Regions from separate parts of the Mus musculus genome. Here region 1 is linked to region 2. A link is a contact called in public promoter capture Hi-C data. All regions are on one chromosome and are shown on one strand. Each heading gives the region's core, a stretch centred on a gene start, on an enhancer-like site or on the middle of the called end of the contact. The rest is flanking DNA. Distances are from core to core; before and after follow the strand shown.

Evidence for each region. Capture Hi-C pulls out chosen DNA fragments and counts their contacts.
Region 1: a promoter capture Hi-C map of liver shows a contact between it and region 2. The contact joins the promoter of Krtdap here to the promoter of Cox6b1 in region 2. A contact is called at or near these places in 8 of 39 promoter capture datasets (the C10 cell line, the HPC-7 cell line, cranial neural crest and 4 more), 4 of 115 datasets of contacts at active chromatin or transcription factors (bone marrow-derived macrophages and embryonic stem cells) and 3 of 9 other capture datasets (adipose tissue, liver and pancreatic islet).

The regions. Positions count from the first base shown.
Region 1 is chr7:30,784,615-30,789,980 of GRCm38.p6, reverse strand. Krtdap (keratinocyte differentiation associated protein) reads right to left here and starts at 2,076. Exons shown (of 6, transcript NM_001033131.4): 1 at 1,959-2,076; 2 at 438-476; 3 at 227-268; 4 at 25-69. The coding sequence starts at 2,054.
Region 2 is chr7:30,623,805-30,629,109 of GRCm38.p6, reverse strand. It overlaps Cox6b1 (cytochrome c oxidase, subunit 6B1), which reads left to right and starts at 2,996. Exons shown (of 4, transcript NM_025628.3): 1 at 2,996-3,059; 2 at 4,497-4,610. The coding sequence starts at 4,505.

The sequences.
Region 1 (5,366 bases), core at 827-3,326, 160 kb before region 2:
TCTCAGTTACAGCCCAACACTTACATCAGTGATGACGTGCCAGTTCAGGAAGTTTTCTGACTGAAAGGCCTGTGGGGAGTGGGGGAAGAGAGACCAGAAGCTAGTTAGTTCTAGAGGACACCCGAGCATTGCCCAGCCCTCTGGAAAAGGTGAAGATGGTCCCAGAAACTTCACAAGCTGTCTCTGTGAGGTGGGGCAAGGCATGGGGTTCCTCGAGGACACTCACAGACTGTAGCCTCTTAAAGTTCAGGAACTCATTGTTAAGGCCCTAGGCAAAAAAAAAAAAAAATAAAAAATAAAAAAATAAAAAAATAAAAAATAAAAGGCAGGGAGGCAGGGAGTTAGAGAAGCCACCAGGAGGACAGAGGCAGGACACCACACACATATTCACTCACACACACACATGCACACGGAAGAATGGAAAAACAGGTGTTTACCTCTGTTGCGGTAGGGTAATTATTGTAGCTGCTATCTTCCTGAAAAGGGTGACAGAGACAAAGGAGCCTGTGAGTGGTGAGCCCTTCTCCCTAAGACCCTTCCTTCCTCTCCTCTTCCTCTGCCAACTGCCCCTCAAGAGGCACCTGTACATTATCTCTCACTGGGACCCCAGTGCCAGCTCCATTCTGGTCCGGGACACCCAGTTGCTGATTCGTGGGTAGGAAAGGTGGGAAGAGATCCCAGCTAACAAAACCACCTGGTATTGTTTGGCTGTTGATTTTCTGTGTGCCAAAACACCCATGCTTGTTGACGAAGCCCAGGGTACTAGCATGAACTAAGCCCCTAAGGTAAGCTGTCAGCCTCTTGTAGGCTGTGGCTAGTTTACCACGTGGCTCACTGGCCACCAATGCTAAAGTCTTCTATTTGGTAAATATAACTTTCTCCATCCCTAAAGCCCTCTGTCCCTCCATCTTATGGACTCCTTTACTCCCTCCTCTGCACCACAGAGGTCACCAGCATGTGGCCCTCTGGGCAGGGTCCTAGTGCTCAGAGCTCAGCATTTTTGACATATTTGTCTTAAATTTGGATTAAACATAGGCAAGAGGGGTCTGAAGGGATGGTTCACAGGTTAAGAACACCCACTGTCCTTGTAGAGGACCCCAGTTTGGTTTCCAGCACCTGCATTAGGGGCCTCACCACCCCCTTTAACTCCAGCTCTGATGTTAAGCACATTGTTTAGGCCCCCATCGCCTCTGGCATGTCTGTGCACACACACGGACACATTGCACATGCTTAATTAAAACTAAAATCTTTAAAAAACAAACAAACAAACAAAAAAGCCTTTTTAAAAAAGGGCAGGTTTCACTACATAGCCCAAATGAACCTCAATCTCCTAATCCCCCAGTCTCAGCTTCCCAAGTGCTGGGGTCACAATGGTGCTACACTACACCCAGCTAATTCCTGATAAGTACAAATTCATGCAACAGGCTGGCCAAAGCCCCCAGCTCATTTGAGATCCAAGCAGACCCTGCTTTTCCCAAGGCCACCTGCTCGAATCCAGTTGACACCAAGCCCCTTGTCTTAGACGTTTAAAGCCAGGAAGAGCATTCCTCTGTTCCCTTAGGACAGCTGAGGAGCAGAGGGACTACAGGGGTCCTCTCTGTCTAGGGGCTGGGATGCTAAGGAATCTGGGCCAGCAGGGAGCCTCCCGCCATCCGAAAGCTACTCAGAGGATTAGAAAGGAAGGAAAGCTGGATTAGGGGGATCCCAGTGACCTACCTCAGCTTCCGGCTCCCCCCCCCCAACCATTCCGTTCTTCCCAGAGTAGTCTTTCCCCTCCTTTTGCACCAAGCTACATCCCTACACTCTCCCCTTCCTCCTTTCCTCCCTCCTCAAGACCCCAGCTTCTCCTCTAGCTGCCAAAGCACAGCCAACAAATAAGAGTCACTTCTCCACAGAATGGATGGGCAACACTGAGGGGGCAGCCGGGGTCTAAAAAAGGCCGGCACTTGTGTGATTACCGGGTATATCGTGGGATGCCCCAGGGCTGCTCCCTGGACCGCATGCAATGCCAGAAGAGAGAGGAGAGCCACGACGGGAAGAATTGGGATCTTCATGGTGTCCGGTTTGGGCTGCTCTGAGGCGGGGCCTCCCTGATGGCCCTTTATATTAGCAAGGGGTGGCTATGAGAGGGAGCAGGGTTCCCACCCTAGTGACTCATCCCCGGATCATGTCGCCCACCCCTGGGGCTCCGGGAGGGGGAGGCAGACACTGTTCCCAGTATATCTTTGATTTCTCAATTCCCATTACTCCCCAAGCTCTTGCAAGGTGAGGCCACCATGGGTCTTGTTCATGCATAGGGTAATGGGATGGAATCAGGTTGAGCCTGTCCCTGCAAGACCTGGCATCCAAGCAAGCCCTCCTTCCTCTCTTTTTCCCTCTCAGTCACTCTGAGTCCCCCACCCTGCCAAATCCATCTAAAGCCGCCAGGCTGGTGTGTTCCATGCTGCAGGCTCCACCTGCCTCTCCGGCTTGCTACTTTTTCTCTCCCTGTACAAACCACACTGGATAGCTTGGACTCCTTACCCGGCATGCTACCCCCACCCCACCCCCCGGGCATCTGGCCAAGTCTCTCATCTTCCCGCTCCCCTCAATTCCTTCCATTCTTTTCTTGCAGTTTTTTTGTAGTAGGGTCTCAGGTAGCCCCGGCCGATTCACTGTATAGACAAGGATAACCTTGAATGCCCGATCCTCCTCCTCCTCTGAGGCGACTCACGTACATCACCACAACTGGCCAAACTGTTCCTTTATCCCTAAAATGCCAATTGCTCATCTCCAGTTCACAGTACTCAACCTTGTTGCTTCTATTATCCCTAATTTCTCATTTATTTCCTTGATAAGTCTCATACATATATATGTGTGTGTAGTGTGTGTGTTTATGGATGGGGAGAGCGCGCGCGCACACACACACACACACATCTCCAAGGCTTTCTAAGCAAGCTGGCCTCAAACTCACTATGTAGCCAAGGATGGCCTTGGACTTTTGAGCCTCCTGCCTCTACCTCATGCTGGCAACCTTGTACTACTACATCTGGTTTATGTGATGGTGGGACTCAAACCCAGGGTCTTGTGCGTGTTAGGCAAACACTCTATCAACTGAGCTATATCCCCAGATGGAGAACTGTATATTTATTAACCCTCTTTCTATCCACCAGCACCATGCCCTACACACACTGCAATGGAGATTAGGAGCACTAGAACTGCACCCAACCATACCCGGGCCTAGCTCTGCACTTTCCTCTCTCGGTCCCGGATCCTGACCCTGCCTATTATCTAGCTCCTGCCCTGGGATTCCACATAAATGACTGAAGAAGACAAGGAGAGGGGAACCACAAGAAGCAGAAGCAAATGTCCCAGAGACTCCCACCCTCGGAGGAGGGTCAGAACTGTCATGACCTCTGAGCACTTGCTCCATGTCCCTGAACAATCCCACTTCACACCCCACCCTTAACATGTGAGTGTGAGCACCCCAAAGTGACAAAAGAGCACAATGATGCAACCTTCTCTGCAATGAGTTCCAGATGGCCCAACCGGTGTCACAGGCAGGTGCTAGAACAGAGACAAGCAAGCACCGTCCTGGCAGAGTCCCTTATCTGAGGGTTGGGTTCCTTACCCCAACCTGAGGCAGCGCACACAGTTGGCAGGCCTAGGGTGGGAGGGATCTTTGTGAGCCCCAGAGACTGGTACCGCAGTCCCCTGCTGCCCCCATATCCCAGTGCCCTCTTCAGCCTCACGAAGCCTTGCCCAAAGGCACAGATCGTCTTCCACTTTGCCAAAACCATGGGAGAACACAGCCTTGAGGAACACCCTCTTTCCATAATGACCATGTGACTGTGCACATCAGGTGCATCCGATGCTCCTGGAGGGGACAAGAAAGAGAATAAATGGAGCTGGGTGGAGCTCCTCCCCTAGGGTTTTCTGAAGTTTTTGCAAGCAGGTCTGTTCATTCTGTTTAACTAATTAGCAGCGCCTTGCTGAAGCTCACACGAGAGCCTTCACATTGGGATAGAGTAAACAGAGCCACAGGAGGAATTGATGAACCAGACCACAGAGAGCAGACATTATGCAAATCAGCTCCATTTAGACATGCTAATGGCGGAATCCAATTTCAACCCACACACTCCCACCAGAGCACAGGGCCAATACCAACCCCACACTGGCATCCCCGCCTGGCTCTGGGCTCAGCTCTGTGGTGGGGCTTTTGTAGCATATTGACGCCTCCGTGATCTTTTTTTTTTTTCTACATAATGGTGCCAATAACATTGCCTGCTCTGACTTTGCAGCAAGCCTTGTGCTAAATATTATGACTCCGTGATCTCATGGAATTATCAGAAGTCCTGGGAGATAGGCACGATAATTACTCACATTCTGTGGGCGGGGAAGCCATGGCAAATATGGAGGTTAAATAAATTAACAGAGGTGTGTGTGTGTGTGTGTGTGTGTGTGTGTGTGTGTGTGTGTGTGTGTAGGCCAGCATGAAAGTCCTGGAATCCTGAGACCTGAGGTGGATCTCTGGTAGCCATTGCTCTGCTGTGCAATAATATCCCTCAGAGAGCTTTAGCATTTGGTATGAGTTAGACCCTTGACCTGAGAACACAGGGCAGACTCAATAGCCCCCTTAGCCAGAAGTGCTCAGCAAACAAAAGAAGGACCTAGCCAGGCACAGCTGAATGGCTATCATCCCAGGTACTCCAGAAGCTGGGGCAGGAGGGTGAGGCTCAAGGTCTATCTGGGTTACTGTGTGAGTTCAAGGCCAGCCTGAGCAACTTAGATCTTGACTCGAAATAAAAAATAACAGAGGGCTGAGGATGTCTCTCAGTGGTAGAGCAGGTGCCTGGAATCCACCGGCAAGGGAGTTCGAGTGTGGCTTGTAGGAAGAGCATGCACAGGCTCTGAGTTCAATCCCCAGCACTGGGCAGTGCACATTGGGGAGGGAGGACTGATCCTGTATTTGGCAACTGTGTGTCAGACAGTGAACCTGCAGTTAATTACCTCAGTTTCCAGATATCCCACACAGGAAACCCATCTTCCCACACCAAGTATGTCTTTGAAGGTAATATTCTAGCTGGGTGTGGTGGTCATAGAGGCCCAGAGAGCTGGGGACCAGCCTAGGCTACATAACAAGATCCTATCTCAGAAAACAAACAAGCAAAGCATTTAATCAAACAAAGACAGTCCTCTGGTCCAGACCTCACATCTGTGGCTGTAGTGTGTAAAGACAAAACCCCTCTAAACACAAGGGCATCCACTCAGGTGCTCAACCGAAAGGATGCTGCTCCTTTCCAGAGGTAAAAGCTGGCTGCATTGGCCTGGTGACTTGTCCTCATGTATCACCTTCCAGAGCTTCTTCTGAACGCTGTGTTCATTTT
Region 2 (5,305 bases), core at 1,747-4,246:
GAAAAGGAGCCATCTATAGGCAGAACATCCAAACTAATGGGAGGAAGAAGTGCAAAAGATAGGGGAAGGAAGGGACTGGAGAGACTGCTCAACAGTTAAGAGCACTGACTGCTCTTTCAGAGGTCCTGAGTTCAATTCCCAGCAATCACATAGTGGCTCACAAACATCTGCAATGGGGTCCAATGCCCTCTTCTGGTGTGTCTAAAGAGAGCGACAATGACAGTATACTCACATACATAAAATAAATCTTAAAAAAAAAAAAGAGCTAGGGGAAGCCAGCCTGTATGCTTAAGGACCAGCTAAAACTAGGGTGCCTGAGCTGCTGGGAGCAAGGAAATGGGAGGTGAGAGTCATTTGTAAGGACTGTAGTTTTAGACTAGTTATGCCAGAAGCTGAGGAATGAGTTCCGGCTGAGTGGGAATAACCGAAGTGGTAAAGGCATCCTTCGGGCAGAGGGTGCACAGTGTGGAGCAGCAGGGAGCCTGAGATGCAGGAAATGGACCTACTATAATAATCCAGGCTGAAGGACCTGAAGTGCATCCAGTGAAGGAGGATTCTGGAAGTGTTTTAAAGCCAGAAACACACTGGATTGTTTGATAGGTCTGGCAAACTATATGAACATTTTCAAAAATTCCATGATAAGAATGGTGGCACACGCCTTTAATCCCAGCACTTGGGAGGCAGAGGCAGGTGGATTTCTGAGTTCGAGGCCAGCCTGGTCTACAGAGTGAGTTCCAGGACAGCCAGAGCTACACAGAGAAACCCTGTCTTGAAAAACTAAAAAAGAAAAGAAAGAAAGAAAAAAAAAAGAATGATACTGTAGCCACTTTCCCCATGGATCTCTTTCCATCAGACCCAAGGTTGAATTCCTAAAGTTTCCTCCAATCAGTACAGGTCTCTCGGCTGCCTGGATGTGTGAACAGTGATCTCTGGGGATTGAGAATAGTAACGAGCAGGCAGTGGTGTCTGCTACAGTGATGGATGAGACTGTAGGAGAGACCACTTCATTTTTCACCTTCTAACAACGCTCTTAGGACCTAAGAAGGCAAGGTCTTTGTGTTTTTTTCAGCAGTGCCTTAAAAAAAAAAGATTTATTTATTTATTTTATGTATATGAATACACTGTATCTGTTCAGATGGTTATGAGCCTTCATGTGGTTGCTGGAAACTGAATTTTTTTTTTTTTTTTTTTTGCTCACTCTGTCAATTCTGCTCACTCAGTCCCTGCTTGCTCCGGCCCAAAGATTTATTTATTATTATACATAAGTACACTGTAGCTGACTTCAGATATACCAGAAGAGGGCGTCAGATCTCATTAAGGGTGGTTGTGAGCCACCATGTGGTTGTTGGGATTTGAACTCAGGACCTTAGGAAGAGCAGTCAGTGCTCTTACCCACTGAGCTATCTCGCCAGCCCCCCACCCCTTTTTTAAAACAGGGTTTCTCTGTGTAGCCCTAGCTGTCCTGGAACTCATTCTGTAAACCAGGCTGCCCTCAAACTCAGAGATTCTCCTGCCTCTACTTCCCAAATGCTGGCATTAAAGGCGTGCACCACCACTGTCCAGCTAGCTATCTTATGAACTGAATTATGTCAATCCAGAATACAGGTTTTGTGTGTAAAAATTCACTCTAAAAAGGGCTTGGTGCTACACCAAGATCCCAAACACCTAGTGTAATCACTGGAGACCTAATAAAAACTTTCTATTAACTTAAACCCATGTCAGCACTTTAATCCCAGCACTCGGGGAGGCAGAGGCAGGCAGATAAAAATTCGAGGCCAGCCTGGCCTACAGAGTGAGTTCTAGGACACCCATAGATAGATAGATGAGTTTCCAGGGCTACACAGAGAACCCCTATGTGGATGGCTACTCTCAATTATCAACTTGACTATATATAGAATGAACTATAATCCAGAAACATAGGGAACACCTGTAATCCGGACTTGAGGCAGGAAGACAACATGCCTGTAATCTGGACCTTAAGGCTGGAAGACACAGGCTTTTGATCCAGACCTCTAGGAGGAATGACTCCTACAGGTCTTGAAGCACACTTTTATTCTGGGCCATATCTTCTGCTGGAGGCCTATATAAGGACAATGGAAGAAGGGACAGGTACTTGCTTTGCCAGTACTTCCTTTGGAGCCTACTTCTTCTGGATTCCAGTTTATGCAGAAAAGCAGCAGAAACAGCAACCCTCAAGGATCAGAGCAATTCACCACATTGCTTCCAATTATGATGATAATGGACGAAACTTGAAACTGTAAGCCAGCCCTTAATTGTTTTCCTTTATAAGAGTTGCCATAAACCGGGCGTGGTGGCCCATGCCTTTAATTCCAGCACTAGTTAGGCAGAGGCAGGCGGATTTCTGAGTCTACAAAGTGAGTTCCAGGACAGCCTGGTCTACAAAGTGAGTTCCAGGACAGCCAGGGCTATACAGAGAAACCCTGTCTCGAAAAACAAACAAACAAACAAACAAACAAACAAACAAAGAGTTGCCGTAGACATGATGTCTCTTCACTGCAATAAAACACAAACTAAGATTGTCTATCCCGAAAACCCAAATAAATAAATATAAATAACTTTCGAATCAAGGCACAGGGGTAAACGCTTGTTATCCTAACACCTAGTAATCTGTGATCAAAATTTCGAGGCCAGTCTGAGATATACAGCGAAGTCCTATTTCAAAACACAGATTATCTGTGACACTTTTCCATTCCCACTCTGAAGACAGTCTTATGCTTTTCCCTCTGGGAAGGACAGGCAGGTGATAATAACCCATAATTGAACGTCAGGTGCCTTTTAAGAGCAAAGTAAAATCTCGATTGGCCCAGCAACAATAATAAGCAGAAATTTAGCTCAATAGGAGGTCGGGCTTCTTCGGAAGTGGGCGTGGCCAAAGCGGTTTCTGGGCACGCCTCCCGAGGCCAATCTAGCAGCCCGGAGGACTCAGCTCGGCTCCTCCTCTCGCAGCTTCCGGCCAGTCGGAATTCCGCTTCCCGTCTGACATTGGCGTCTTTGCTAAGGGTCACATTGAAGTAACGCTACTCCGGGACAATCTTTAGGTGAGTGTGAAGGGTCGGGATCCTGGGGGAACCTTGTCCGTTGCAGAGAAGCGCCCCGGGGCTTCCCTGACGCCAAGCAGAAACTTCCGGCGGCCACGGGTCCGGTGTCCTGGAGCTAACCATTATAGCCGCCTTTCTTCATGATGGCTAGGTCGCTTTCTAAGCAGTCCCTATTACTCCATCCTTCAGCCCTACAAGTCCCCTTTGATAGCGTTGGGGCTGGAGTGTGAAGCGCCTTACCCGTGGCTATAAGGCAATTCGGATTTAGACCCAGTAAATTGGACTGTGGAGCTTTTAGTTGCGAGTTCACAGGCGTGGCCACCCGCGTTCCAAGGCCGAAGCCTGTCGCCTTGACTCGTGTCTTTCCCCTCAGCGTCATCTTTGATCAACTCTCAAAACTCGAGATATTGTCCAAAATTACTTCCGACACTGAGTCTTTTAAATCCCCCGTGCCCACCTTGCCTCCTTCAATGAACCTGCCCAAATACCCCACTTGTTTGGACTACTTCAGTTGACACTGGCACCTCTGTGGTGTCAAGGTCCCCCAGATGCTCTAGAGACAGTTTCTCTCAGGTCTGTTGATATTGACTATGTCATCTCTTCAGACATATCAAAGCTGAGAGAAGTCGATAAAACTCAAGGAGCTAAAGTATTTGAATGATTGGGGGGGGGGCGGTTTGCGTGGGGTTCTAATCGAATTCCAGTATTTACTTCCATTAGGAATGGAGGCAGCAACGTCAATAGATTTGGTAGCCTGGGCCATTGTCAGCAGGCAAAATCACAGATACCTGACACATGCCAGTTACAAGAGTCACAAATCTTCAGTCATGGTTACCTCCAGTTGTACTTTACTTGTTAAGTCCTTTGAGCTTTTTTTTTTTTTTTTTTTTGGAGCGGGGTGGGGGGGGACACATCTTAGGCAATCCCACAATGCATTTAGGCATATTCTGAGCAAAGTTTGAGTTCATTGGACCTCAGATGAGTGTGTGACGCCAGAAAACTAGCCGGTGACACCAGAAAATCCTTGCAGTGTTTTTGCTGGTGATGGATGAAGCATTATCACTGGGTGCTGTGTGACCTTGGAAAGTCATTTAGACACCCTGTCCCTTGTGTAGACAACAGAGGTAGCAATATCTTTTAGAGTGGCCATGGGGTAGGTATGTATAGAGTACACATAGTATGTGCTGTGCACACAGTGAGCGTTAACTGGAATTTAAGGATGAAGATTGGTTTTGCCAAGGAGACCTCTGTCCAACCCTACTGTGGCTTCTGTACTCAGATATATGGGTTTTCCCTGCCCTTCATCTTTCTGTGTTTGTGAAGAAGGGGGAGATAATGGTTTATTCACATTCAGCCTGTTATTCTGCTCTGGCCTGACATCCCCACACCCAGCACCTCCAGAATGGTTGCCAACATTCCCACTCTGTTTGCATCCAGGAGTCAGGATGGCTGAAGACATCAAGACTAAAATCAAGAACTACAAAACTGCCCCCTTTGACAGCCGCTTCCCCAACCAGAACCAGACTAAGAACTGTTGGCAGAACTACCTGGGTAAGCAGAGTACCATAGTGGGCCTGCCTGGGTCTCCCATGTACCTCCAACCTCAGAAAGGAAGTTGGGGAGCAGGGACATGTGCGTTCCAGCCTGGTTTCCTTCACTCTGGACGTACCCTCTGGAGGGCCCGACCCCTCAAACTAGCTCTCCAGGTCATAAACTTTGGTCTCAACAATAAATTTTTTGAAGAATATAATTATACATGTATATATGAATTACATATACATCTTATGTGTGTGCCACATACACACACAACATACAAGTAAATACAGTATGTAAACAGTTGATTCAGGGGCTGGTGAGATGGCTCAGCAGGTAAGAGCACTGACTGCTCTTCCGAAGGTCCTGAGTTCAAATCCCAGCAACCACATGGTGGCTTAACAGCCACCCGTAATGATATCTGACGCCCTCTTCTGGTGCATCTGAGGACAGCTACAGTGTACTTGATATATTAATAAATAAATCTTTAAAAAAAAAGTTGATTCAGACATAGTCACAATCCATGGATAAAAATGAATATTGCCAGTACTCTGCTCTCAGCTTGCTTTGGGCCCGGTCTTAAACACTGTCCCTTTCCTCTCTCTTTGCTAGAGACATTTGGGGCCCCTGCCTTACTTGAGCCCATGAGACCTTCCCTCAACAAAGAAAAACAAAAAACAAAAAACTAACCATTAACAAGAATTAAAAACCCC